Regions from separate parts of the Mus musculus genome. Here regions 1, 2, 3, 4, 6 and 7 are each linked to region 5. A link is a contact called in public Hi-C, HiChIP or PLAC-seq and Micro-C data. All regions are on one chromosome and are shown on one strand. The core of a region is the stretch at or near the end of the contact, and the rest is flanking DNA. Distances in the headings are between cores, read along the strand shown. Region 1 overlaps Atrnl1 (attractin like 1). Region 2 overlaps Atrnl1 (attractin like 1). Region 3 holds the start of Vax1 (ventral anterior homeobox 1). Region 4 holds the start of Atrnl1 (attractin like 1). Region 5 holds the start of Gfra1 (glial cell line derived neurotrophic factor family receptor alpha 1). Region 6 overlaps Atrnl1 (attractin like 1). Region 7 overlaps Atrnl1 (attractin like 1).

Region 1 (3,446 bases), core at 868-3,367, 790 kb after region 5:
CAAGCAACAATAGTGTATTAAATCAGGCGTGTTACTATGTCTTCCCAGTGTCTCCTCACCACTGTAGGACACCAGTACGGAAGGAAGGACAGATCTCCAACTCCAAGGGGTGGAGCCGGGGAAACAAAGTGCTTCATCTCTTGGTTCCTACTTCAGGTCAACCATATGTTGCTGAGAGTATCAGGCCACCACAAATCTCACGCTCCCATTCTTACCTAAGTTCTATTCCACGAAAAACTCAGAGAAGTCTGGGTGATTTTCCATACTCAGCCCTCAGCAGAGGTGGGAGTTATCAACCTCGCTTATGAGGTTAAAGTGGAGCCAAAGAATGTTGATCCTGCCTTAATAAGGCATAAGTTCTATATCAGAGAGTCAAGCTTAAAAGATACCAGCCTCCTACCACAAGTACTCTATGTATAAAGCAACGGTACCACACCAAGGGGAATCAGGTCACTGAGCCCATGCACCTACAATACAAGCTCTCCAGGAGGGAGAAAGGCAGACAAACAGAGGTCTCTAAAGCTCTCCCCAGGGAACTGAGTGTGTGTGTGTGTGTGTGTGTGTGTGTGTGTGTGTGTATGTATAGTTACTATATGTATATACATAGTAAGATATTTTATATAGTAATATATAAATACACATATGTATCAGTATAAAAATAAAATGTATACTTCATATAATATTCTATGTAAGATTTATGAAAAAGACTATAAAATTCTGAGTTTAGAAAAGATCAAGCACTTGGGGGGGGAGGGGCAGAGGAACGTGAATCTCTTGAGTTTGAGGCCAACCTGATCTACATAGCAAACTCCAGGTAGCATATTTAAACCCTATCTCAAAACAAATAAATGTAAACAAATAAATAAATAAAAACAAAAGTCTCTAAATGAATGGAGAGATACTACATGCACACGAATGTAAAGATTAATACAATCAACTGTCAGCTCTTACGCTGATCTGGCGATACAAGTTATTGTCAATCAAAATCCCAGTAAATTATGGAGAGTAAGATTTACATGGGTAGGTAAAGGCTTAAGTTAGACAAAGTCAGGGCTGAAGAGACCTCTTAGCCGTTAAGAACACTTAGTGCCTTGCAGAAGATCCAGGCTTAGGTCCCAGTATCCATATGGTGGCTCACACTGTTTATAACTCCAGTTCCAGGGTATCGGATGCCTCTTCTGGCCTCCGTGGACACGTGTGCAAATGTTGTGCACAGGCACAGATCCAGGCACTCTAACTTTAACAAAATAAATACTTAAGAATGTAAAATTAATATTTAAGAAAAATACTGAATCAAGTTAAAGGACTGACTGCTCCCGTCCTCTGCGTTTACTATGATCTACAGTAGCCGAAGCAGTCTGTTACTGAAACAAGGACAAGTAAGTAAGAGAGTGGACTAGAGAGCCCGGAGACAGACCAACCCAAGTATACCCAACTGACATTTAACAAGAAGCAAAACTTGCTCCATGACGATAAGATAGCATACCCAAGAAACACCACTGCAATAACTAAAAGTCGTAAACAATAGAGAAAGAATTTAGACCCATACTGAAGACTCGCTGTAAAATACATTCACAGTAAAGAGCGCGCCCTGCCAATGTGGAGACGAGACTTCAGACTCCAGAACCCATATAAAAGCCTGTGGGAGAGCCCACCCGTCACTGTGATGCAGAGGCAGAGACAGGGCATTCTAGAATAAGCTAGCTAAAATGGTCAAAACGGCGAGCTCCAGGTTCAGCAACAGATCGTGTTTCGAAATATTCTGTGGTGCACAAAAGAGGGTTACAACTCATGAAGTAAGTCAACCTCAGACCTCCACATTGCAGCCATAAACACACGCACGTATACATACACACGTGTGCACCCACACACACATGAACACGCATGCAGGCACGTATGCATACCACATAAATATTCGTTACACTGATGAAAAAAATTAATGTAGAATAAATAGTAAACATGTTGGGGGTTGGTTCTAATGCTGTTTGTGTTCATTCGGCTCCCAAAATCACACGAGAATCTGCGGGTTCAGATGCTGGGGGTCCCTGCCCCCAGTTGGCTCTCATTGGTGAATCAAGTTACTGGCAGCCAATGGCTGGGTAGGGAGTCGGAGGCGGGATTTTAGGATTCCTGGGAAAGGATAGAGAAGGAGGAAGAGGAGATTCCGCCACGAGGATGACATAGGAGATGGACCACACAGGAAAAGGTGCAGGAGGGAGCGCCCACCGACAGGTAGGTGAAGGGGAAAACAGCCCCAGGAGGGCTCCCCAGCAAGGTCCGGGGCAGCAAAGATAAAATATAGATTTTAGAAAGTGATAACTCAGGAATATCGGAAGGGAGTGTGTGTTAGTCACATGGAGATAGGAAGTGTCCCAGCCATTGCGCTGCTTAGGGTATATTAAAAATAAGCCGGTGTGTGTGTGTGTGTGTGTGTGTGTGTGTGTGTGTGTGTGTGTGTTTCATTCGGGGACTCCAGAGCATTGGGCAGCAGCGAGAAGCGCAGCTGCAGGCGGGAGTCCAGAGCAGATTAACAATTTACTGCTACATAAACACACAGGCAGAATATGATAAACACCTAGAGGATAACATGGGAGAAAATCCAGGAGGTGAGGTTGATGATGAATTCTTTAGAAGTACCAAAAAGCACAAACCGTGAAAACTAACTGCTGAGGCCTTAATTTCTATTTTTGTTTTATGAAAGATAATTCTAATGATGAGGTCTTGGTTAATTTAGATAATGCTCAAAGAATAAAAGTGCAAGCCAAGAACTGTCATAAGAAATTTTGTAACAAAATACCATCACATAAAAACAGTGCAACAAAAAAAAAAAACCCCAAAAGAATGGTTTCCAAATCATACAAAGAAATGGAACCCAAAAGAAGTGTACTGCCCCATATGTAAATAAAGACAGAGGTGTCAAATACATGTCTAAAAGTTCCGCGATCACTGTGTGTTCTCAGAAGTGCACGTGAAAATAACAGGGAGGGCTTCAGTACAGCCTATTGAAGTGGCTAAATAGTGCGCTGAAAAGCTTTGTCCACTCAAACACACGACGCCATTTGCAGGGAAGTGGGTGGAGCTTAGCTTTCAGTTAAGCTGCTTAACTGTCTAGTTCTTCATCTATGGGTGAACCCCTGAAAGGTTTCTCATCCACACTGCACATCAACGGGAATGATGTCACCACGCAGATCTTGTTCATACTTTCTAGATTTCATGGGTACAACTTCCCTCACCTGTACAGATGTCACGGTCTCACAGCAGACCTCCTGGTCCCCTGGCTGTTAATCCTTCTGCCCCAGTTCTCTGAGCCTTAGGTGTACGGGTTGTGTTGTGATGTATCAGTTGGGGCTGGGCACCGCACTGAGCATAATGTCAGACAGACAGCTGTTACATGCTCTCACGTGTGAAATTTAAAAGTTATGTGAAAGTAAAGGTGCATGAAAGAG
Region 2 (3,495 bases), core at 869-3,368, 630 kb after region 5:
AAACTTTCAATCTGACTAATGGGACTTTGTACTGAGTCATTTGGGGCACAGAGGGTTGTAAGGGATGGAGCTCAGTCTCAGGATGCCAGAATAAACATCTCCATTAAATCTCACAAGGCCGCAGCCCAAGCTGTGTCAGATGTAATTCAATTTCCCAAAGAACAGGGCAAATGGCAGCATTGGAGATGGCCTGTTCCCAGGGTGGCTGCCAGATAAGACAGTTGAAGACCTCGAGCTCTAGACCTTTCATTTAAAAGGTCAACTGCTTCTGATGCTACCAGCGACTAATGTGACACTGCTTTTTTTTATTCATACACACACACACACACACACACACACACACACATATATATATATATATATATATATATATATATATATATCATACATAGAGAGAATTTTAATTCTAAACATTCACAGATAAAACAAAACACAATGCCTATTGCTAAGTCTTTGTTCAACATTACATCTGAAATCACAGCCTTAAGTCTGGCTGCAGAGTCAAGGCCCTAACAGAAATAATAAAGGAAGGCAGGAAATGGTGTGTGCATTTCTAAAAACATTTGAGAGTGATTTCTGCGTGATGAGAAACTAAGGCCAGCTTGTGAGGCCTGGCACTCTTACACAATTACTGTCCGAGGATCAGATAATGAAATATAGTCAATCCAATATGTTTTCTCATTAAACAAATGAGAATCCAATGGCAAAGCAACAATATAATTACAAAGCACTGTGAATAAACAGGATGCTGCCCACATTGATCCAGCAAGTCCTTGGGAAATGTGCTCAAGACTTTCTGACCAACATTACCACTCAAGTGTAATTGATTTTTAAATAGTTATTTAAATAGACATTATTTAAAATGTCTCCAATTTTATATGAGTAGTGACAATTTACACAATCACTTGATATTATTGGCATAAATTAGTTAATGGATTTTTATATTATAAATGCATTAATCTTCACATGCATTTTAATGTTATAATATATTTTAATTTTATTGTAAATTAATCATGTTTCCCAATACCATGACAACTCATAGAGATATGTTCCCCCATAATTATTATTTTATTAGTACTTCCCTAAAACACTAGTGATTGATTTACAATAGCTGGAATAATAGTCATAACTTCCTTAGCAGGCAAATATCCTACATAGAAAATGCTTCAGATGTAGGTAATCACTTCTCTTAGTTTTAACACTAATATGTTAGGAAGGTCTGTAAGATGATGGAGCACGAGGTTTCAGACTTATTTCTCTCTCTACTCCACACACTTGACAAGCATCTACCTACAGAGAGACCAATTCCCTCTTAGAGAAAGCCAGGGACCAACTGACAAGAGTGTACCCTGGGCAAATAAAAAATCTAAGCAGACAGGAAGACCAAGCTCACGTGCAAACAGCACAGCTCAAAAGTGTGGAAAGGGTGCCCCCAGCACAGCTGGAGAGGGTGCCAACAGCACAGCTGGAAAGGGTGCCAACAGCACAGCTGGAAAGGGTGCCCCCTGCACAGCAGCAAAGGGTACCCCCAGCAAAACTGGAAAGGGTGCCAACAGCACAGCTGGAAAGGGTGCCAACAGCACAGCTGGAAAGGGTGCCAACAGCACAGCTGGAAAGGTTGCCAACAGCACAGCTGGAAAGGCTGCCAACAGCACAGCTGGAAAGGGTGCCCCCTGCACAGCTGGAATGCCCAGCATTTCCTCTCAGAAATGAATGGTTTCTATGACAAATATAAGATTCCAAGCTTCGTGTTCATCCTTGACGGTACTGGGTGTTAAGTCACCGTGCTTTGAAGGCAAAGAGGACTCTAGAGAGCAAATAAATAACATTCAATGGGGGCATTCTTCCAGGGTTGTTCCCAAAGAGGGTGTGTCATCCTGAATGAGCCTGAAGGCATTTAACATAGAACTTCTCCCCATCTTTACTGAGGAAGTGAAAATCAAATCTAACACTCATCTTCTCCACGAGAACAGAAGAAATCAAGACAGATATTGAACTATGCAAGCTTTCCCAGATGTATCTCAAAAAAACTCATTTCAGTCTTTCTTTGAGAGGCCATGAAGCACAGCGGTCTCCTGGGGGCCACTGAGGGAACAGCTCTGGGCAAACACAAAGATTGGAGAGGCACCAGACATGTTGGCCTGGTTAAACATATACATAATTCTACAGGACCAGAGACCCAACATAAAGGAACACAGTGAAATGTGCTCCAGATGAAGGAATGCTGAGCCTCTACAGCAGTGGGCCTCAACTTTCCCAATGCTGTGGCCACCCAACCATAGCCAGAAACCCTGTGAAAGGACACTAGACTCTCTCCAAAGGGGCCACAACTCACAGGCTGAGAATAGCTGTACTAAAACCTGGTTTTATTGAATGAAGTCACATTATTTACTTCAGATAAAACCTCAGTCATTCAGAGACAAAGAGGTAATATATAAAAGGCAGACTTTGAAAGTAGAGGGGAAATAAAAAATTGAACAGATATCAGGCAGAGATCGCAGGCGCAGAATAAAAATCACTCAGGCCATGGATTCCACAGATCAAGGGAAGAAGAGGAGGGTGTGAGATGAGGAACCAGAATAGTCTAGCAGGATGCATAAAAGGCAAGGTAGACCAGATGGCTGAAGACAGGTGCAAGGATGTAGAGACAGTGATAAAGAACACTGCACAGGAGACATTACTCTAGTGGGAATGTAGGGGGCAGTGATAAAGGACACTGCACAGTGGACATTACTGCAGTGGGAATGTAGGGGACAGTGATAAAGGACACTGCACAGTGGACATTACTGCAGAAACAGGAAGGGAATGGGACAAAGGGAACAGAAACCTTACTCAAAGAAACAGTAGAGGAAAACTATCTAAACCTGGAGAAGAAAACAGAAGACTAATGCTAGCGAGTCAAAGGCTTTAAAAATAATACAAATCTAAAGAGAAGCCCATATAGCCCCAATAAAACAATCTGCTGGAGGCTCCGGCCATGAAAAGATGTTGCTTATGAGAAAGGGTCCACAGTATTTGTTGATTTTATTTTTTCAGGCTAAAATGATAAGGCTTTATATTCATGGTGCTAAAAGAATAACCAGAAAAAGAGGGGAAAAGGAAAGGCTAACCATGAGCAATATAGCAAAGACTTTCAAGATAGGAAAAATAGATACTTTCACAAACAAACAAATGCTGAATCTCACCACTAGAGCTGCTTTAGGAAGATTTCTATAATTGTAACTAAACCACAAAACCAGGTCAGCAACAGGAAGTACTTAGGAACAACAGGAAGTACTTAGGAACAGAGGACCCCAAGGCTGAAAGGCAAACAGGGAGACAGAATCAAGAAGGAACAGGGAATCTCAACAGAGTAGCACAAAAAGATGGAAGTTAATGTAAAAACTGCTAACCAAAGAAATCCTAAGACGGACCAGTGCCGCGGCTGAGTTCTGCCAAATACTCTACGAATTAACACCAGTTCTCTTAAAAAACTATTCCAAAATATAGAGATGG
Region 3 (3,812 bases), core at 680-3,179, 710 kb before region 5:
TCTGCCTACCGCCTGGTGTGTGTGTGTGTGTGTGTGTGTGTGTGTGTGTGTGTGTGTGTGTTTGGGCTGGAATTCCGGACCTGCACCCGGAGCAGTACTCCCGACGGATCTCAGCAAGGGCACCCATCCGAAGCCTCAGGAATCCTCCTTCACAGGTGTAGTCGTTGGGGCCAAGGCAGTGGGCGTACCGCACTTCTCCAGTCGGCCGGCTAGCTCGCCAAGGAGAGACCCTTTTCTTCTTTCCGCTTCCTTGCGTTCCTGTGGGGTAGAAGTTCTAGGCACTTGCGGGCCGGGTCTCACAGAGGCGTCCCGCCTGAGGACAGCTCCCGCAGAGATCTATATCTTTGGGCTCTCAATCTGTCCCCGGGATACTCCCCGCTCAGTGAACATCACTCAACATAATCACCCCAAGTATCCCCAATCATATAAAGTCAACTCCCCAAGGTCTGCCTGAGTGCCACAGAAACCTTGGGAACAGACCAAACGCGATTGCTCCTAAGAGACCGGCCGGAGGTGGCTTGGAGAGGAGCGTTGTTACCCGGCTCGGCCCACCCCCTCCACGTTCAGCAGTCTCGAGGGACCGCGGTGGTGGCCGGGAGGTGACAGCCGGACTGTGGGGCGGGCGCAGAGCCCCTCGGAGGCCGCCACACACACTCGCTGTCCTCCCCACTCACTTTGTGCCTCCCACCCTCTCGCCCAGACCCCCGCCCCTCCCCCGCCCGCCTCCGCCCCATTCTTGGAATTGTGTGGAAAAATTCTCAGCCAAACCTCCCACCTCTCCTCGCCTCCCCCCCCCCACTCCCTTTTAAAAACCCCCTTTCCTCCGCGGCCCCTGCACTCTTTGTGAATGAGGGCCGGGAACACGGCCCTTCCCCCGCCCAGGAGCCACGCCAGACCGCCGCACTCAGAGGACTGTTTGTTAATAGTCCAATTAGATAATTGCCATCTTTCACTCCTTTTGCTCCGCATTTCCCATAAAGGAATGAATGGGGAGAGCGGCGTGGAGAGGGCTTCTGCCCCGGCAAGGTGACGAGAAGGGCTGGAGCAAGCTCCTTGCACAAGGCCATGCGCTTGAATTGAATCATTGTGGCCTAATCAATGCTGTTATTGGATTACTGGCTGTTGCTTTTCTCAAAGACATTGTAGCAAGACAATGAAATAGCTAGGGGGAAACTTTTTTTTTGAAGCAGATCTCACAGTTGAGATTTTTTGCTCTCTCTCTCTCTCTCTCTCTCTCTCTCTCTCTCTCTCTCGTATTCCTCCCTCCCTCTACCCCCCCCCCCCCACTCTGAGTACAAAGCTGCCCTTTGAATGGGCTGCCTCAGGGCCGCTGGAGGTGCAGGCATGAAAAAAATCCAACTGGGGCTACAGGAAGAGGGGCGGCAGTTTAAGATGGCTGTCAACGTCGAGGTGTGTTAAGGAGTCGCTTGGGGAGAAAGCTTGGCTTTTTTGGAGTGTGGGGGAGAGACTTTAGGGGGAAACTTTTCTCCTCCCCCCTTCTTTCCCCACCCAGAGGCAACTGCTTTCTATAGCTACAGGGACTGAGGGGGTAACCCCCCCCCATCTGGCTCTATCTGGAGAGTCTAGAGGAACCCCCCTTTAGCCAGTATGTGAGCAGGACGGTCAAAGGCAAAGAGAAAGTTAATAATGCCTGCTAATGGTGTTAGCAATTCAGGATGAATCTTGTCAAAAGTTTTTCTGGAAGTGTGGGTCTTTGATTGTGTTTCCCGAAAGCAAGACCAATCATTTCCGTTTATTCACTGGCTAAACCCCTACTTGATTGGGGACAAGGACAGAAACCATCCATTACGATCTGATATATTATCCAAACAATTTAGTGTATTCGTGAGGTAACTGAAACGTGGGGGCTGCGAAATTACCCGTAATCAATTGCAACAGCGAGTGTGCGTCCCCCCCGGGTGTCGGACAACCACAACTCGGCCGTCTCAGTAACAGGCGGAGCCGCAGCGTTTCGGAGTTGCGCTGTTCGCTACCTGATCGCCAGGCTGGGGACACTGGACGTGCTCAAAGGACGCGGGCGCTGACGAGGCGGCCTCGCCACCGGGATCCTGGACAAGACCCGCCGCCTCTCTACCAGCGCGCCACTCTCCTGTCTGCGCTGACCCTCCGCGGCCGCCGAAGCCACCCCGCGGGGACATTCATTCTGGCGGGCGACCGAGCTTAGGTGCTGCGTTGTAGGGGTTTTGTCCCCTTTTGCTTCTTCTTTTCCCACCCTCCTTCTTTTCTGTGTTTTTTTGTTTTTGTTGTTGTTTTCTTTCTTTCTTTCTTTTTGCCTATGTTCGGGAAACCAGACAAAATGGACGTCCGGTGCCACTCGGACACCGAGGCCGCCAGGGTCTCGAAGAACGCGCACAAGGAGAGCCGGGAGATCAAGGGCGCCGAGGGGAGCCTTCCGGCCGCCTTCCTCAAGGAGCCGCAGGGCGCCTTTTCCGGGTCTGGCGCTTCGGAAGATTGTAACAAAAGTAAATCCAATTCCTCAGCGGACCCAGATTACTGTCGCCGGATCCTAGTCCGAGGTAGGGATGGGCAGGGCTTTGGAACGCGTTCTTTTCGGGGTAATTCCCCTGCCGCAGCTTCGCGTCGCTGCTTAGGGCTGGCGAGGACTTGGGAGAAAGTTGTTGTTGGCCCTTTTCTTTCTTGGGTCCGGTCGGTCGCGGGGACCTGTGCCTGGGGCTCCTCTCAAAGCGCTCTTTCTGGGCCCTAGCAGTCCGGAGGGGCCCCGCAGCACGGTTGCGGGAAGGAATCCAGACCGTGACTGTGGACCGGCCACCAAGCTGGGGCTCGGACCCAGCTCCTCCAGGGGAACGTGCGCGCGTCCTCCGGCCTGCAGGCGTGTGTGCCATGGAGGGCAGAGCGCACCCGATGGAGCAGTGGGCTAGGACCCGTAGCCTCCCGCCGCTGGCCAGAGCCAGCCAGTTAGCTGGTAGGGCTGAGGGCCCTGGCGCTGCGCTCCTGGCCTGGCTGCAGTGGCCTAGAGAGATCGCCGACCTGCGTCGCAGGTCTGCGAATGCCGCCTCTTTGCTTCGCTCGTCCTCGCTCAAGGAGCGGTGTGCGCTCCTCCCGGGCACTGGTGGCGCTGAGGCCCAGCTTCAGCCGGCGCCGCCCCCGCTAGCTGTTAGCCAGGCCCCGCAAGCCGACATTCAGTCCCTCCTCCTTCTGCTGTCTGGACTGAAGCGGGCCGGAGACCCGGGGTAAGGGTGGGGACCACAGGAGTGCAGGCTGCCCTGCAATCTGGGACCATACTGGGAGGTGGGGTTACCAGTAAGAGCCCCTTTGGGCTACTGGGGACTCGGATCACACACCAGAGGCCCCCTAGGCCGGAAGGAGCATTTACCTATTTGGAATTCAGGTTTGTTTTTTGTTGTTGTTGTTGTTTTTGTTTTTGTTCTTGTTTTTTATTGTTTGTTTGTTTCCTCCTCCGGTGTCTGGGAGAACTCTTCAGAGACAGTCTGGTTACTCTCCCAGTTAATAGTATGAAGTTAGCCCCCTTGGCCTCCATACACTCAGAGAATCTCAGCTTTATGATTGCGGCCACCCCATACACTGGCAGCAGCCTACCGGAGATTTGTCCCTAGCTAGCTCTGATCAAGGAGGCAGAGAAAACCGGGGGCGGAGGTTCTGGTGGCTGACGTCTACCCTTTCCTAGATGCCAAGGGGTCTATCCGAGAAATCATCCTGCCCAAAGGCTTGGATCTGGACCGGCCCAAGAGGACTCGCACGTCCTTCACCGCGGAGCAGCTCTACAGGCTGGAGATGGAGTTCCAGCGTTGCCAATACGTGGTGGGCCGGGA
Region 4 (3,794 bases), core at 968-3,467, 840 kb after region 5:
GGTGCTTCATAGCCTCTTCAGATAAATGGAGCTAACTCACCGCCACAACGTTACAAACAATCCTACTCTGTAGAAAACCTGGACAAGTGAGTGTAGCTTTTTCCTTGTCCATTGCTCTCTCCCACAAGATATCCTCTTAACAAGTAAAAGGGCTGGCTGGCTAACACTATCACCGACAGGGGAACTAATGCTACTCAAGAGGCATCATAAAATCAGATCTTGCTTTCTCATTGTAAACTTTTTTAAACTTTTCAGTGGCACCTCTCTTTTTAAATTACTTTAAAGGTATCTGTAAAAGTTATGTATTCACTCCTAAAACTTTGAACTCTGGAAATACTTACTGCTCCAAACCAATTTTATGAAATTTCACCTAAGATTTCCCACCAAAACCAAAAACTAAAGAATAAAATCTACTTAAAATTTCAAAGTGTCATTTAAGACAAACATTTTTTTACACTTAATATGGGGTATTGCTCTAGCGAGCAACAGTAAAAATGTGGGAAAGAAAGTAAAGAAAACTATGCTGTGATTAAAACGCCAAGGAAACCACCCTGAAATAGATTAATAATGTCAGCCATATTCTTACCTTTGGCTCAAAGCCAGAGATACTTTACCTAGATTCTGCTTTCATCTCCACAACAAATACTAGCCATCTACATAGTATTATTTCACAACCACAATCAGCCGTAAACTTCATGTTAAATATCTAGGACAAGCTTTCTCGGTGACCGCTTTCCTGCAGTTTCTCAGAGAAACCCACTTCTCCGCCTTCCCAACGGCCACCCCACTTCTTTTTATAGAGGCAGAAATCTAATAAGCATCAGCCAATAGGGAGAAGTGTCTCTTCCCCAGAGATGCAGGCTCCTTAGCACCTTGCTTTTCAGCAAAACCAAACTGCTGTCCCCCATACACCTGTCAAAAGTCACACAAAGCCATGACTGTCCTGATAAACCCAACACCTCTAAATGCATATTCTGGAGTGAAGCTGGCTGGACTGGAATCACGACTCAGCATTTTCTGCATAACCTTGATCGAGTTAACTTAAATTGCTGCCTGGATTTCTCTCTGTAGGTTCTGGATAGAAGGCGTAAAATTCCAGTAAGTTATAGACTTATGGGGAAATGGGTGAGAGGACCAACCTAGAAACTTATAACAAGGTACAGATCGTAGTTTGCCCATTGTAAACCCTATTTACCACACTCGACGATTACTAAACCGAGGCGTGCTCTCTGACTAGAGGAACAGCACAGGGAAGGAGCTGGGCCACAACTTTAAACCCTGACGCCTCTGACTTCTCACAATGTTCATGGATTTTTCATGAGTTATTTCCTCCGTTTCTGATGGAAACAGATACTGTCCTAATTGGCGGAGTTTGGCACGAATTGGAGTGAGAACATTCTTTCTGCGCAGAGGATGACAAGCCGCTGAGGACATGCGGAAAGCACCGAGTCAGCCCGGGCTGGGCGCCTGCTGGAGCTCCCCGGGGCACCCGGAGGCTGGAGGGGCGCAGCGTAGGGCCCCCTCCCGGGGACCCCGAGGCCAGAGCGGGGCGGGGAGCTACGCTGGCGGGGCAGGGCTGAGGCTTGGGGTCCCACGGTAGCACTTACTTGAACCTGCCCTGGCAGTGCTGGCACTGGTCCCCAACCCAGCCCGGGTCGCACAGGCAGGTGGAGTTGACACAGCGACCGGAGAAGCAGGAGCCAGTCCTCTCGCAGGGCTTGGACTGGGACACCTGAGCATAGAGCGCCAGGTAGAGGAAGCCATAGCACAGCAGCCAGCTGTTCCCGTCCAGCAGCAGCCAGGAGGAGGCGCCCCCACCGCCCGCCGGCCGAGCCCTCCACAGCACCGGGGAGGCCGGCTGCGGGGCACCCGAGCGGGCCCGGACCCCCGGCTCCATCTTCCTCGGCGTCCCGGCTCGGCGGGGCTGCGCTCGCGGGAGCGCACGGGGATGCCGCTGAGCGGGGATCCCGGCCGCAGAGGACCTCGCCGCCGCCGCTGCTGTTCCTCGGCTCCTCAACGGCGCCGACCCCCGTCCCGCTGACCGGTCCGGAGCGGCGGATCCCAGGCGCGGCGGCCTCCGGTCGGCTGCCTCCAGTCACACTCGGGCATCGCCGCCCGCTCCCCTGACCTTGTCCTCGGCGAGCCGAACCCTGCAGCCACGGTAGCTCCGGGAGCGGAGCGAAGAGCCGGCGGCGCCCCGCGCTCCGGAGGGGACCCGAGGGGGAGGGGACCGGGCGGGAAGGGGGAGGGGACCCGCACGGCCCCGCCTCGCCCGCGCCCCGCGCCGAATGCCGAGGCTCGCCCGGGAGGGCGGGGCCGCGCGGGAGCCCCCGAGATGGGCGCGTCCAACAGGAGCACGCGGGGAGGGGAGGGCGGCTGTCGGTACCCGGCGGTACTCCTGCTAGCCTGAGATACCGCAGCAGCCTGCTTCCCTCCGTCCTCCAGACACAGTTGCTGTGGCCGCGGTCGCAGCCCAAACTGCGGAGAGACGTCCCCGCAGCCTTGTGCGTACGCACTCTCGTGGCCACTCCCCCCCCCTCGGTCCGGGCGCGGTGGTCTCGCCCGGCCCCTGACGGGGACCTGGGACTCCCCCGCGCGCCCACCCGGCCGGCGGGCACCGCTGGGAGTGCGTCCCCAGGTGTGGCCCGCGCCGCGGAGCCCACGGAGGAGAAACCCACTCCGACCTCGGGGCCTCGGCAGGAAGGCAACCTTGTACTCCGCGGGCTGCAAAAGTGAGGCGCCCGCCCCAGCGCTCCCCGAGTCTCCTGCACGTTTCTTCTTCTTCTTCTTTTTTTTTTTTTTCTTAAAAACTCCCAACTACACACAAAGAGCTGAGCATGTGCAGCCAGCAAAGTCTTAAAGGCACCGCGGTCTGACCACGTTATGGGGTGCAGGGACAGGGCGGAGTGGGGTGAGGGGCTGCATGGGGCGCGAAGCTGCTCCCGTGGGGCGACCTCAGCCGCGGCGGCTCTTTATCGCCCAATCGGGGCTCCTCATGCCCAACAAAGAACTGCTCCGAGAGCCACCCCTCCCGACGCTGCCTCGGAACCTCACCAAATCTTCTTTTCTCTTGTCTATGTTTCCTCCTTCGTCTGGGACACTATTCTCTCTTGAAAAATGTTGCGACATCGGGGCTTTTTTTTTTCCTTCAGAAAAGCAGAAGTGATTTCCAGAAAGGGCCCTTTCCCGTTTTCAGCGGCATCTATTTCTTCCTTGAGATGACTTTCCAAGATTTAATTGCATAAGCTGAGATATGTCTTCTACTTTTCTCTATACGGGCCTGTTAGCTGAACCCTTGAGAGGAAGCTGTGCACAAATTGCAGGCAAGCACCCTCGAGAGTTGTTGGAGCTCCACCAAGGAGCAGGCGGTACGAACAAGATTGTGAAACTCACCAGACATTTCTGACAGCTGGAGCAGAAAAGTTTTGGTTGTAACCACAGTCATAATATTATTGTTAAGATTCACTCCGAGTTTATTTTGGGAATAATGTACCCACGTCATCTCTTTTAATCTCCATCATCCCAATTCACAGAGAAAATCCTCTATTAACCCCATTTCGCAGATGAGGGAATAGCATGAGAAAGGCTGAGGTGCGTGTTGGTAGCAGAAACGGATCAAGTCCTCTAACTTGTGTGCGTTTTCAATGTTTATCAGCCCACTTCTGTTTGCAGCTGCTTTGTTCTCCTTTGGTGAATAAAACATAAGTGCTGGCTGGCTTGGTTTGCAAATACCTCAGCAATGACTTAAGAGGAAAACAAAAGTCCTGGAAAAAAAAAAAAAAAAAAAAGGCTCC
Region 5 (3,718 bases), core at 161-2,660:
GGAGGAGCTAGCACTGGCGGGATGTCCCCTGGGTTCAGGTTGCTCACAGAGGCACAGACTCTTTGAGGACTCCAAACAATGCTACAGCCGCCACAGCTGAAGGGCACGCCTGGCTGATGTGTACTTGAATGGAGGGCTACCCATCCCTCCTCCTCTTCTCCCGGCCCTTACGCCTTAAACTAAAGCCTTTGCCCTTTTCAATTAACACTCTGGATCAAAAAAAGAGCGTCTCTTTTTTTGTTCTCCTTGGCGGCCCATTGTCTGTGGTGATGGGTTTGCAGATTTGACAGCTGGGCTCATAGATTCGATTCAAACTCTGTTTTCCTGAGAGATGATGAACTTGGACATAGAAAAGATCTCTGACACAAGCCCCAAGCAGCGAGCTGGTCGGTCAAACACTACTACGGACATACTCTAGACAGATCTCTGGACCCCTAAAGGACAGCGGGTGTCACGGAGAGCGGGGTTCAGCAGCATCGCTGGAGCGATCCTTGAAGTTGGGGTGAAGGGCTGTGGATGTGTTCTGTTTATAAAATGTTTTTGAAAAAAAATTTACTCTTGAAACAGTAAAGATGGAAATCATCTTATAAAATTACCTAAAGCTGGGTCTGATCAGACTTCAGTGCAGTGGGCTGGGGTGGACTTTGCTTTGTCTCGCTGTCATACCAGGAGGAGAGAGGTGCATGAGCTCGCACAAGCATTTTATCAATGGGTGGGTGCATCCCGGATCGCCGCTCAGGGCTTAGGTCTGAGTGAGTCTGAATCTTGCCAAGTCTTGAGTCACAGCCGCGAATGACGTGGAGAAAAAAAAACAACTTTGTGTTCAAAAGGGTCTGGATGGGTTGCTGTGTTGCACTAAAGAAAGAGCCCTTGTGCACTGAAGGGGGTGGGGGTGCGCAGTCTCCGCGACGGCGGCGGCGTAGCGCTGCGGGTCCTGAGCCTGCTTGCCTGTTGGCCTTGGGTCCCACCGCCAGCCAGCCTGTAAGTCTGCTGTGGCGGACGGAGGAACTGCGCTTCACAGAAGAGCCGGCCCTGCGCTGCCCGGAGGCAGGAGCAGAAGCAGCCTGAGGGGCCTTTAGCCAAAACCAATCTGGGCATGCTATCCTCCCACCGCTTCCAATAACCGCTGACATCCCTACCGGGCATCGAGCCGGGGCGGGGAGGTCTGCTCGGAAATCGTCCTGGCCAACTCTGTCCTCCGAGCTGTAGCAGATTGTGGCATCGTTTTTTTACCTAGCACAGAGAAAGTGAGGCCGGAAAGAGAAAGAGGAGGCGGGGACACCCCAAAGAATAAATAAACAAACACTGGCTACTCGCTGCAGCTGGACACCGGTCAATTGGGTTCAGGTTCGTGGCATTTAGAGTTTTCTCATTCCACTTGAGAACCCATCGCCACCTCCCCTCCAGCCATCCCTTTCCATTTTGCTGGCGTCCTCCAACTTTGGGGCCAGGGGGGCGCTAGTGGTGCGGGGCTGCACCTGCTGGGGTGTGCAGATGCTGTGGACTAGCTCGCTCTCACGGGGCAGTGGTGTGGATGCACAGGAGTTCGGGCGCTAGGCAAGTGCGTGTGAAGCACTGAAGTCTAGGAAGGAGCCCAGGATGAGCGGCAGGTAGGAGTAGGGGCGGAGAAGCCAGGTTTCAGTACCAGGCGGGATGCGGGATGTCAGTTTCCTCTTGCCGGACTGCCTGGGAAGAGAGGCTCGTCCAGGGGAGGGGATGACGGTGACTGGGGTAGCGATCGGTGGCCGGGGACAGAAGAGCTAGAACGCTAGTGATCGAGCCAGCAAGTGAGTGGTCGGGCGAGAGCCAGGGAGGGCGGCCAACTTCCCGGAGCCGGAGCAGGGTCTTGGTCCAGCGGGGTTGGCTAAGAAGCCTTCGCCACCGAGGCTCCGACTCCGGGCAGCGCCAGCTAGCTTCCGGCGCTTGCTCTGAAAGTAATGGTTATTTATTTGCTTGCGTTCAGCCTCTTGGGTTGTGCGCGATATCCTCCAGCTTTGAACGTTGGGAGCCCTAGCGGACCTTACCAGCTCCAGAACCCGGGTTCCGGAGCTTCCTCGTGCCCGTAATAGATGAATTCGCACCTCCTGCTCTCGGACCCGAGTGGGGGTAGCGTTGAGAAGTCCCCCGAGGCGGGAGCGGGGGAGGGGAGAGGGGCGGGAGCTGGAGGCTTCAGCACTCTGGGCTCTCATTTCAAAGCGCGCTCTTCCTTCCAGGTTGGGTCGGAACTGAACCCCTAAAAGCGGGTCCGCCTCCCGCCCTCGCGCCCGCTCGGAGCTGAGTCCCTGGCGGCGGTGGGCGGCAGAGCAACGGGGAGTCTGCTCTCACCCTGGATGGAGCTTAACTTTGAGTGGCCAGAGGAGCGCAGTCGCCCGGGGATCTCTGCACGCTGAGCTCTCTCCGCGAGATCCGGTGGCGGCTTTGGATTTTGGGGGGGCGGGGACCAGCTGCGCGGCGGCACCATGTTCCTAGCCACTCTGTACTTCGTGCTGCCACTCCTGGGTAAGTCGAGACCGCTGCTGGCTTTCTCATCCAGAGTCTTTCATTGGGGGGTCCCTTGCGGCAGCCACTCCAGAATTGCGGGTGGGTGCCTTGAGTGTGGGTGGAAGAAGTTTCGCTAGGGGGTGAAGAGGTTCAAGAATCTCTGGGATTGGGAAGCAGTGCTGGCGCGTCTTTGAGCGGTTGATTTTATTTTGCCGTGTTTAAAGGGGGTGAGAAACAAAACAAAACAAAAACTAATAACCCAGCCTGGTGGAAAATTGAGGGGTCGTAGGCTTCCATCCCAGGGCGTTACTCCCCTTTGGAAGTCGGAGCTCCCTGAGACGCTCCGGCAGGTGGAGTGTGGTCAAATACCGCTGGGGTCGGAAGAGAGCAAACTTGGAATGGAAAACTTTTAAGGGAAAAACGTCTCTGCGCACCCGCGGGGCAGACTGTGGCACTCGTCTGCCTTTCGTTCAGAGCGCTAAGGGTGCCAAGCACCCAGCCTCGCTGTTCAGCTCAGTGCCCTTTTGCCCGCTGCTGGCCAGGAGACACTGCAGCCTCGGGTGCCTGGGGAGGCGGGGCAGCCAGCGGGTCAGGAGTGCTTGCTTCTGCTTTGGGACGCTGGGGCTGCGCGGGATCCCCGGCAAATCCCGCTAAGGCAGCCAGTGGAACCTTCCTTGTTGAGCCGGGGAGGGGCGTGATGGCAGTATTCCCGGGGTGAGAAAATTCCAGAAGAGGGGTGGACCAGCTTCCTACCTAATCTGCCCCTTCAGAATGATGGTGGAGGTCTATCATGCCCTGCCCTCCCGGGACCTGGAATCAGGGTACCCACTAGTCTGCTGCGTTCAAACGTTCTTCTGTTCACCCTGTAGATTTGCTGATGTCGGCCGAGGTGAGTGGTGGGGACCGCCTGGACTGTGTGAAAGCCAGTGATCAGTGCCTGAAGGAACAGAGCTGCAGCACCAAGTACCGCACACTGAGGCAGTGCGTGGCGGGCAAGGAAACCAACTTCAGCCTGACATCCGGCCTCGAGGCCAAGGATGAGTGCCGCAGCGCTATGGAGGCCTTGAAGCAGAAGTCTCTCTACAACTGCCGCTGCAAGCGGGGCATGAAGAAAGAGAAGAATTGTCTGCGTATCTACTGGAGCATGTACCAGAGCCTGCAGGGTATGCACTACTGCCCCCACCAGCGTGCCGGGCTTCCTCTCAGAAGGCCAGAGGCAACCTCAGTCCAGTCCGGT
Region 6 (3,913 bases), core at 899-3,398, 720 kb after region 5:
ACAGGGTTTCTCTGTGTAGCCCTGGTTGTCCAGGAACTCACTCTGTAGACCAGGCTGGCCTTGAACTCAGAAATCCGCCTGCCTCTGCCTCCCGAGGGATGAGATTAAAGGCGTGTGCCACCATGCCTGGCCTAAACTCAAATTTTTAAATAAAAATTTTTAAGTAAATTAATAAAATATGTGGATGGGAATAACTATATTGTAATGAGCCGTCAGTATTCATTTACTGGAAGCTAACAATATAAATCAATTACTGTCAATAAAAACATCCAAATACTTACAATAGCATGTCCCCCTAAGTGGATTACCAACATAGCGATTTTCAGAGTCACATCTGTAAAAACATTTAAAAAAACTTTTTAAATATTAAATAATGTATATATGTTAAAGCTATATCATAAAATAATTCTTTTTAAAAATGTAAACTTCCAAAATAACTGACTGCAGAAACCCAACAATAAATAAGCATGAGTAAACAGAAAATATTTGTGAAAAAATGTGAAAAGGCCGTATCCAGGACAGAGCCTGAGAAAAGTTTTTCTCTAAATCAATAGATGCAAACAAAGTAGAGTAATAAGATCTAAAACCAAAAGCTCAAACTCCTGACCTTTCACTAGATTATTAAAAATAAATACATTTGAAGACTCAAACACTAAGTTAAATATTTCATAAATGTAATTACCTATAACAGCAGAGAAATGTATTAATTTTTCAAAAATTTTGGTTTTTGTCTTCATGTCCTATCTCCATTAAAAACTATCAGCATGAGACAGACATACAGACTTGATTTGCATAATTGTATTTCTCGAGATATACTTCCACAATAAATGTTATAAAATACATGTACTAGAGTAAAAAACCTGCGGACATGTCCAAAAGGGTGCTAGGAAGACTGTAAAGCCAGAAGATCAGCAACCTCAATTTAAAGTTGAGTTTCCTACTAACATCAGATGCTTCACCCATGTCTCACCAAAACGACATGGGACATGTGCTGAGCCAGGACATGGGTGGGCATGTCAAAGAGGGTGAGTGACTTAGTACACAGGGTGTTCTTCCATGGCCAAGGCATCATGGAAGGAGGAAGACAGGACAGGAGCTCAGAAAGAGCCCGAACCTGGAGGCAGGAGCAGATATCATGGAGAGGTGTTGCTTACTCCCTTTCTCATCGCGACTTGCTCAGTCTGCTTTCTTACAGAACCCAGGAACAATAGCCTGGGGTGAGCCCACCTATGATGGACTGGGCCATCTGCATCCAATACTGATGTTCACAGAATGTAAGTTCACGAAAGGCACTTCCTTCTAACATCATGTCACTTAACAAGAGCCAGCCAGGTTTACAAGTCTTAAAATGCCCTACTGCCCGCAGCCTGGTCTTAGGAGGCATTTTCTTCCCCAGGAAGAGCACGACAACTTGTTATCCAACACCAAATGGCCAGCTCTGAAAACATGCATACTAGTAACATTACACAGACTGAGCAGGTCATATTTAAGTGTGTGTGGTGTGTGTGTGTGTGTGTGTGTGTGTGTGTGTGTGTGTGTGTGTGTGATGTGTGTGTGTGTGTGTGTGGTATGTGTGTGTGTGTGTGTGTGTGTGTGTGTGTGTGTGTGTGGTGTGTGTGTGTGTGGTGTGTGTGGTGTGTATGTGTGTGTGTGTTTGTGTGTGTGTGTGTGTGTGTAAACAGAACTGGCCCAGAAGGAGAAAAGGGAAAGAGGAGCTGTTATAAATATAATGACAAAATAATTTAAAGTTAAAATAAAATATATGTACCAAAGTAACTAAATATAATAGCTTCATATTTCAATTAAATTTAGCCTTTAAAAGGTTAGAGAAACCTTTGAAATGTCTCTTTTAACAGTACAGTTCATTAAAACAAGGATATTACAACCCAAATATATTTTAGTAGTGAAAAAAAATCAAATAGTGGAAAATAAGCTAAATAATATTACATTTTAGTTTCATTTTAGCCATGTGCTTGCTAGTTTTATATTGGAGGCAAACCTTAAAGACATTAAAATAAACTGCAAATCTCTCTAAAGCAATGTTATCTTAGTAGAAAATCAAGAAAGACCAGAGATGCAATAGAGAGTTCACCAACAGGCTGACTGAGCAACAGTAGGAGAGTAATCTTACAGACGGGACTGCTCAGGGCACTCTGACTGAGGCCTCTGGTATCTCATTCACTCCCATTAAAAACCTCAACCCCTTCCTTCTCTTGACCAGGCGTGATTGTCAGGGAACAAATGTTATGGCTGAAGCTCCAGTTTAAGTTGCCATCAGCCACCCTTATGACTGAATTCTAGAATGGTTTTCAACACACTCTATCCTCTGGCTGTGGAAGGTGATTCCTTTAAATGCTATCACTGAAGGCTCGCTCATGTTCACAGCCTTGATTCCACAAAAGGCACTTTCTTCTAAGCTATGGCATTTAACAAAAACAGGAAGATTTACAAGCCTTACAATTTAGGCTTCATAATCAAGTGTTAATATTACTTTGTAATCCCTACTGTTTCTCCAACTGGTCCCAACTAACCAGCTATGAATCTCGGTGGTTACTCTAGCACACCGGATAATGCTGCTCCACTAACCATCGCATTTAGTGCTGTCTGGCAGGCATCCATCATATCTCACCATGAAGCTCTGTTAACATCATGAAGTTCAAGTAACTCAGATGGTATCACCTCCATGGAAGACTGAGGGGGACCTGGTTTTGATTACTGACATAGGGAGTGATGACAATGCAGAAAATGAAGGACAAATCCCCTCCCTTGTGCCTGCAGCATGGCATTGTGGTTAAAAACACGTCCTTGGCAAGCCTGCCAATCTCAATTCAATGGCTGGAGTCCATGGCGGACAGAGAGCACTGACTCCCAGAGGTGTCCTCTTTCCTTCTGGTTGAGTGCCAGTCACACACTGTGGCATTAGCTATCTTACATCGCCTGGTTGCAAGTGGGAAGAAATGACTAGCTTTGCAATCATCAAGAAAACAACACACACACATTAAAATTCAGGTACCACACATCAAATAGTCCAAGGAAATTTTGACTTTTTGAGTCTGGCTTATTTTTCTGAGCATAATGATTTCTAGTTGTATCTACTTTCCTTAAAATGCCATGATTTCATTTTTCTTTATGGCTGCGTAAATTCCCATTGAGTGTATGTATCTATCACATTTTATTTAGCCATTCATCTGGGCTGGTTCCATTTCCTAGATACTGTGATTTGTGAACAGACAAACAAGGATGTTTCTGTTGTACATCCATGTGGCAGGTTGAGTAATTTAGTCCTTCGGGTACAAACCAAGAACAGAACGGCTAAGACATCTGCCCACTCTCAGGGGTTTCATGAGGCCCTTCCTTGTCCTTCACGACTCCACAAGTTTATGTTCCCGTTGGCCATAAGTAACGTTCCTTTTTGTTCACAGCCTTGCCAGCATTTTGGTCATGAGTACCTTCAATTACAGCAACCTTGACTGGAGTGAGCTGGGCTCTTACATGTCCCTGAAGGCTAAGGTGTTGGCCATTTTTATTTCTTCTATAGAGACCCATCTGTTGAGTTCAGTAGGTGCTTGTATTTTAAAATTACCATTTTCAGTACCAATTCTCTTGGAATGTTAGACTGAGAACTGTCATGATCATGACAGTATGACTACTGGGTTTTATGCTCTGTTTCTGGATACTTTGTTAGAGATAGGGCAGCCAAGACTGGTTTAAAATTCACGATGTAACTGAGGCTACCTAAATGGATATTTTGATCATAACTACTACTGCCTTGCTCACCATGGTGGCCATTCCGTTCCACAGCTTATACAACAGAAAACGTTGTCTTAAACTCTTCTCCACTTGCAAGCTGAGTATGGTGCCTCACACCTTTCTTCTCCACACTGGGAGGAAGAGGCAGTGAGAAATCAGGATC
Region 7 (3,892 bases), core at 1,334-3,833, 810 kb after region 5:
CCAACTACTCCCCAAACCTGACGAAGATCAACACCTTCAGATCAAATCCTTGGCCACTCTTCTGCGTGGCGTGGCTAATGGCCAGCATTTGATGTGGGTGGCTGTTAGTCCTTAAACCCGCTCCTCTCTGAAGTCATTGCACCGGGTGGTTTCCCTAAACCCCGCATTCCTCTTCAAACTGCTCGCTGGTTTCTCTTTCCCTCCCAACCTTCTTGTGATGTGGCGGCTGGAGCTTAGTCTTGCTCTCCTCTATATACAACTCGTCCCCTGTATAATTCCATTCGAACTAAATCCTCGTTTCTAGTCTTCTTCCAAAGAGCCCTGTTCTGACTCAAATGGTCAGAGGGAGTTTCCTACAGTGTAAGTCAAAGCCTGCTCAGAAACTGCCATGATTCACCCCACACAGGGCAAAGCTTACATCCTTCTTCACTCCTCCATTTGCCGCCCTCGTCCTTTCCTTTAACTTAACCCTTTCTTTTCATAGACCTCTTAGCAAATCACATGGCTTCCCAGTGAAATAGAAAACTTATTTAAAACACTCCACAACCACCAAAAACAGCCATCCATTGGACTGAGCACAGGGTCCCCCATGAAGGAGCTAGAGAAAGTACCCAAGGAGCTGAAGGGGGTTGCAGCCCCATAGGAGGAACAACAATAAGAACTAACCAGTACCTCCAGAGCTCCCAGGGACTAAACCACCAACCAAAGAAAACACATGGTGGGACTCATGACTCTAGCTGCATATGTAGCAGAGGATGGCCTAATCGGTCATAAGTGGGAGGAGGGGCCCTTGTTACTGTGAAGGTTTTATGTCCCAGTATAAGGGAATGCCAGGGCCAGGAAGAGGGAGTGGATGGGTTGGTGAGCAGGGGGAGGAGGGAGAAAATAGGGGGTTTTCAGAGGGGAGACTAGGAAAGGGGATAACATTTGAAATGTAAATAAAGCAATTACCTAATAAAAAATAAAAATAAGATAAAAACCTTGCATTAACATATTCTACAGCTATGCATACATAATTGCATGTATGAAAAAGTAAAATAAATCACTCTAAACGGGTATTAAAATTTTTATACAAAACAAATCCCCATGTATAGTGACAAATAATTGGGTTTAGGCATTGACTGCCTATGGTCTCAAATTTAGCAAATATATACTACCTCAGAAACAGCCATTTATATATTTGAACAATAGAACTTTGTTATGAAAATCTAAAAATAAATACTTACTTCAGAACCATTTGAAAAGAACTGTAGTTAAAAGTATATCCTCCAATCACCCACATGAATTTCCCATGTAAAACTGCTTTATGTGAGGCCCGACCTACGGAAGGGCTGAAGGGTTTAACATTTGGCAAAATCCAGTAAGACTCAGTAGAAGGGACATTCAGAGAACAATCTGGGCCTGTTTAAATAAAAAAAAAAAAAATCAAGCAACACATTGAATTAAACAAAGATCTTACATTACCGAAGCAGATCACACAGATGAAGAGAATCTAATGTTCATTGTATTAAAAATGCAATACAAGCAATAGTCTGACCGTACAACGTAGAGCACACCTCTAAAACCATCAGGCAAAAGGCTGAGGGAAGAAGACCAAAAGGTCATGGGCAAATTAACAACTCAGGTACATAGTGAGACCCCAGCCCAAAACCTTCCCTCATGAAAAAAAGACTGACATATAACTTGCAAATTAATCCTTAACAAGGAAAATATAATCAGATTTTAGCATGTTCTAATGAATATCATAATATATTCATAACTTGTTAAATACCACGAAATGTCCTATTTACACTTTAGTGTGCTTCTATAATATTAAAGTGGAAAACAACATCCTCAAATCCGAGTTCGGTCTATTACGATGTGACCTTAGACAAATCTGTTTACCTTGCCCAGCATCAAGCTTTCATACATAAAGAGGAAATAAAAGTATTCACAAATGCTATTAAAAGTTTTTAGTATTTCGCAAAAAGTATATAAAAGACATTTATAAATTACACGCTATTAAACAAATGTGATAATAAGGATCACATTATTAAGGACCAAACTGGCTTCAGTAGGTAGCCTCGCATATCAGAAAATTAATAATAATAATAATAATAATAATAATAATAATGTTTAGAAACTAAAAATTTCGAGATGGGCATGGTGGCTCACACCTTTAATCCCAGCACTCGGGAGGCAGAGGCAGGTGGATTTCTGAGTTCAAGGCCAGCCTGGTCTACAGAGTGAGTTCCAGGACAGCCAGGGCTATACAGAGAAACCCTGTCTTGAAAAACCAAAAACCAAAAAAAAAAAAAAAAAAAAAACGTATAAAAATTTCATAAAGTAATAACAATTATTAGTTTAGAATGACGTCCAATAGCATAAAACTGGAGCAACAACTGTCTCTTATCCAGACTCATGTGACTGATTAGGTGTCCTCATCCATAAGATATAGACGGGGTGATCAGTGTCTCTGAAACCCGGTAACAGAAAACCCGGTAACAGAGGAACGCACTGTCACAACACCCAGTGTCACACTGCACTGCACTTCCTGTTGCTATACTATATTTCCTGTCACTGTACTGATGCTTCCTGTTGTACTTCCTGTCACTGTCCTGCACTTCCTGGCCCTGTACTGCACTTCCTTGTGCTGTGCTATGCTTTCTGCCACTGCACTTCCTGCCATGAACTTTTTGCAGCACTGCACTTTGTCACTGCACTGCACTTTCTGTTGCTGCACTTCCTGTCACTGTGCTGCACTTCCTGTCACGCACTTGTCACTGCACTGCACTTCCTGTCGCTGTACTTCCTGTCACGTACTTGTCACTACACTGCACTTCCTGTTACTGTACTTCCTGTCACTGTGCTGCACTTCCTGTCACTGCACTTCCTGTCACTTCACTCTGTCATGCACTTGTCACTGCACTTCCTGTTGCTGTACTTCCTGTCACTGTGCTGCACTTCCTGTCGCTGCACTTCCTGTCATGCACTTGTTGCTGCGCTGCACTTCCTGTCACTGTACTGCACTTCCTGTCGCTGCACTACACTTCCTGTCGCTGTACTGCCTGATGCTGCACTTACAGATACATGTGTACAGGCTGAGTCCTACATCAACACTGGCTGAACCAGGCCAGCATCTGCTTCTTTAGAGAACTGTGTGTATCCTGTGTGTTTCTCGCTATCCAAGATCTGCCATTAGAATCACATGTCGTGACAACCTATAATCACGTTACTATTTAAGTCACTTGAGGTCACCACCAACCACAGCTACATAAAGCAATAAACCCAAGATAAGTGTGTGTGTTCTGACTGCTTCAGGAACTGGCCTGGCCATCCCCTATTCTCTCCCTCTCCTTATTACCGAAGACAAAGCAGAATTGGAATTAAGCCGCTGGTGACTACACTGGTTTCTAAATGTCAAGATGAATGGGGAGGTGCCGCTCCTTTCAGTTAAATCAAAAGTGCACGCTGGCTGCCCTCTTCTGTCAACCGCCATTTACAGGAGATGGAAGTGCTCCCCCCAGAGAACAAATGGTGAGGTGACTGCCCTTACTGCTAACAGCCAGGTTTGGGGCTTTCAGTGGGAGAGCAAACCACTCAAACATCACTTTAAACAAAACCCAACCCAGCGGCTGAGTGCGGACCTCAGTAAACCTTCACTCTGTTCAATTCTCTGAAAGCTGAGAAAGGTAAGGAGAGGAGACGACTGTGGGGCTGGCAGAGGCTGGTTTACAAAGAGTGTGTGGGAGGGGGCGTGTGGGGGCCGGAGCAGAGATAGCTCCACAGAGTGACCCGCCAGGGCTCATTTGGATGGCAACAAGCAGTCCAGCGCTGATGATGGCACTGGCCGAGCTGGAAACGTCGCCACTCTGATGCAGTAAGAGAATCAGAGATTATGGAAGGTCAAAAT

The links. A called contact is a pair of places that touch in the nucleus more often than the background predicts. HiChIP or PLAC-seq counts read pairs in DNA pulled down with a chosen protein or histone mark.
Region 1: a contact with region 5 is called in an H3K27ac HiChIP or PLAC-seq map of embryonic stem cells, with 5 times the contacts expected there. The contact joins the enhancer-like site here to the promoter of Gfra1 in region 5. A contact is called at or near these places in 15 of 39 promoter capture datasets (the 3T3-L1 cell line, 3T3-L1-derived adipocytes, the C10 cell line and 9 more), 1 of 15 datasets of contacts at CTCF or cohesin (large pre-B cells), 54 of 484 Hi-C or Micro-C datasets (3T3-L1-derived adipocytes, the AML12 cell line, B cells and 36 more), 14 of 115 datasets of contacts at active chromatin or transcription factors (T-cell acute lymphoblastic leukemia, astrocytes, bone marrow-derived macrophages and 9 more) and 2 of 9 other capture datasets (adipose tissue and embryonic stem cells).
Region 2: a contact with region 5 is called in a Micro-C map of embryonic fibroblasts, with 6 times the contacts expected there. The contact joins the enhancer-like site here to the promoter of Gfra1 in region 5. A contact is called at or near these places in 10 of 39 promoter capture datasets (the 3T3-L1 cell line, the C10 cell line, cancer-associated fibroblasts and 5 more), 3 of 15 datasets of contacts at CTCF or cohesin (embryonic stem cells, large pre-B cells and pro-B cells), 50 of 484 Hi-C or Micro-C datasets (the AML12 cell line, B cells, the C2C12 cell line and 25 more), 16 of 115 datasets of contacts at active chromatin or transcription factors (T-cell acute lymphoblastic leukemia, astrocytes, craniofacial prominence and 13 more) and 2 of 9 other capture datasets (embryonic stem cells and macrophages).
Region 3: a contact with region 5 is called in a Micro-C map of embryonic stem cells, with 6 times the contacts expected there. The contact joins the promoter of Vax1 here to the promoter of Gfra1 in region 5. A contact is called at or near these places in 2 of 39 promoter capture datasets (both in embryonic stem cells), 10 of 484 Hi-C or Micro-C datasets (all in embryonic stem cells) and 3 of 115 datasets of contacts at active chromatin or transcription factors (all in embryonic stem cells).
Region 4: a Micro-C map of embryonic stem cells shows a contact between it and region 5, with 3 times the contacts expected there. The contact joins the promoter of Atrnl1 here to the promoter of Gfra1 in region 5. A contact is called at or near these places in 3 of 484 Hi-C or Micro-C datasets (all in embryonic stem cells) and 7 of 115 datasets of contacts at active chromatin or transcription factors (astrocytes, bone marrow-derived macrophages, cardiomyocytes and 4 more).
Region 6: a Hi-C map of myocytes shows a contact between it and region 5, with 3 times the contacts expected there. The contact joins the enhancer-like site here to the promoter of Gfra1 in region 5. A contact is called at or near these places in 15 of 39 promoter capture datasets (the 3T3-L1 cell line, 3T3-L1-derived adipocytes, the C10 cell line and 9 more), 5 of 15 datasets of contacts at CTCF or cohesin (the NIH/3T3 cell line, large pre-B cells, pro-B cells and 1 more), 58 of 484 Hi-C or Micro-C datasets (the 3T3-L1 cell line, 3T3-L1-derived adipocytes, the AML12 cell line and 38 more), 20 of 115 datasets of contacts at active chromatin or transcription factors (the NIH/3T3 cell line, T-cell acute lymphoblastic leukemia, VIP interneurons and 17 more) and 2 of 9 other capture datasets (adipose tissue and macrophages).
Region 7: an H3K4me3 HiChIP or PLAC-seq map of pro-B cells shows a contact between it and region 5, with 8 times the contacts expected there. The contact joins the enhancer-like site here to the promoter of Gfra1 in region 5. A contact is called at or near these places in 10 of 39 promoter capture datasets (the 3T3-L1 cell line, 3T3-L1-derived adipocytes, the C10 cell line and 5 more), 1 of 15 datasets of contacts at CTCF or cohesin (large pre-B cells), 52 of 484 Hi-C or Micro-C datasets (3T3-L1-derived adipocytes, the AML12 cell line, B cells and 33 more), 10 of 115 datasets of contacts at active chromatin or transcription factors (T-cell acute lymphoblastic leukemia, astrocytes, differentiating embryonic stem cells and 7 more) and 1 of 9 other capture datasets (embryonic stem cells).

What each region holds. Positions count from the first base shown.
Region 1 is chr19:57,666,817-57,670,262 of GRCm38.p6, reverse strand. All of the region lies in intron 9 of Atrnl1 (attractin like 1), which reads right to left. Among named protein-coding and RNA genes, the nearest start is that of Atrnl1, 58 kb to the right of the region's middle. Within about 2 kb of position 2,117, at least 14 of the 459 cell types and tissues checked have an H3K27ac peak or open chromatin away from gene starts, as enhancers often do. A contact at or near this core is called in embryonic stem cells, where this site is marked.
Region 2 is chr19:57,821,939-57,825,433 of GRCm38.p6, reverse strand. The region is part of intron 26 of Atrnl1 (attractin like 1); the gene reads right to left. Among named protein-coding and RNA genes, the nearest start is that of Gm52385, 100 kb to the left of the region's middle. Within about 2 kb of position 2,118, at least 16 of the 459 cell types and tissues checked have an H3K27ac peak or open chromatin away from gene starts, as enhancers often do. A contact at or near this core is called in the AML12 cell line, the N1E-115 cell line, cancer-associated fibroblasts and 2 more, where this site is marked.
Region 3 is chr19:59,168,514-59,172,325 of GRCm38.p6, reverse strand. Vax1 (ventral anterior homeobox 1) reads left to right here and starts at 1,929. Exons shown (of 3, transcript NM_009501.3): 1 at 1,929-2,537; 2 at 3,668-3,812. The coding sequence starts at 2,297. 4930442E04Rik (RIKEN cDNA 4930442E04 gene) reads right to left here and starts at 545. Exons shown (of 2, transcript NR_167767.1): 1 at 81-545.
Region 4 is chr19:57,609,457-57,613,250 of GRCm38.p6, reverse strand. It overlaps Atrnl1 (attractin like 1), which reads right to left and starts at 2,217. Exons shown (of 29, transcript NM_181415.4): 1 at 1,608-2,217. The coding sequence starts at 1,897.
Region 5 is chr19:58,453,090-58,456,807 of GRCm38.p6, reverse strand. Gfra1 (glial cell line derived neurotrophic factor family receptor alpha 1) reads left to right here and starts at 1,410. Exons shown (of 11, transcript NM_010279.3): 1 at 1,410-1,610; 2 at 2,214-2,499; 3 at 3,351-3,644. The coding sequence starts at 2,460. It overlaps Gm41876 (a long non-coding RNA gene), which reads right to left and starts at 659. Exons shown (of 3, transcript XR_877966.1): 1 at 597-659.
Region 6 is chr19:57,736,601-57,740,513 of GRCm38.p6, reverse strand. Atrnl1 (attractin like 1) reads right to left here. Exons shown (of 29, transcript NM_181415.4): 21 at 282-334. Among named protein-coding and RNA genes, the nearest start is that of Atrnl1, 130 kb to the right of the region's middle. Within about 2 kb of position 2,148, at least 10 of the 459 cell types and tissues checked have an H3K27ac peak or open chromatin away from gene starts, as enhancers often do. A contact at or near this core is called in the N1E-115 cell line, granulosa cells, muscle stem cells and 1 more, where this site is marked.
Region 7 is chr19:57,647,767-57,651,658 of GRCm38.p6, reverse strand. Atrnl1 (attractin like 1) reads right to left here. Exons shown (of 29, transcript NM_181415.4): 6 at 1,227-1,401. Among named protein-coding and RNA genes, the nearest start is that of Atrnl1, 39 kb to the right of the region's middle. Within about 2 kb of position 2,583, at least 28 of the 459 cell types and tissues checked have an H3K27ac peak or open chromatin away from gene starts, as enhancers often do. A contact at or near this core is called in CD8 T cells, hematopoietic stem and progenitor cells, pre-B cells and 1 more, where this site is marked.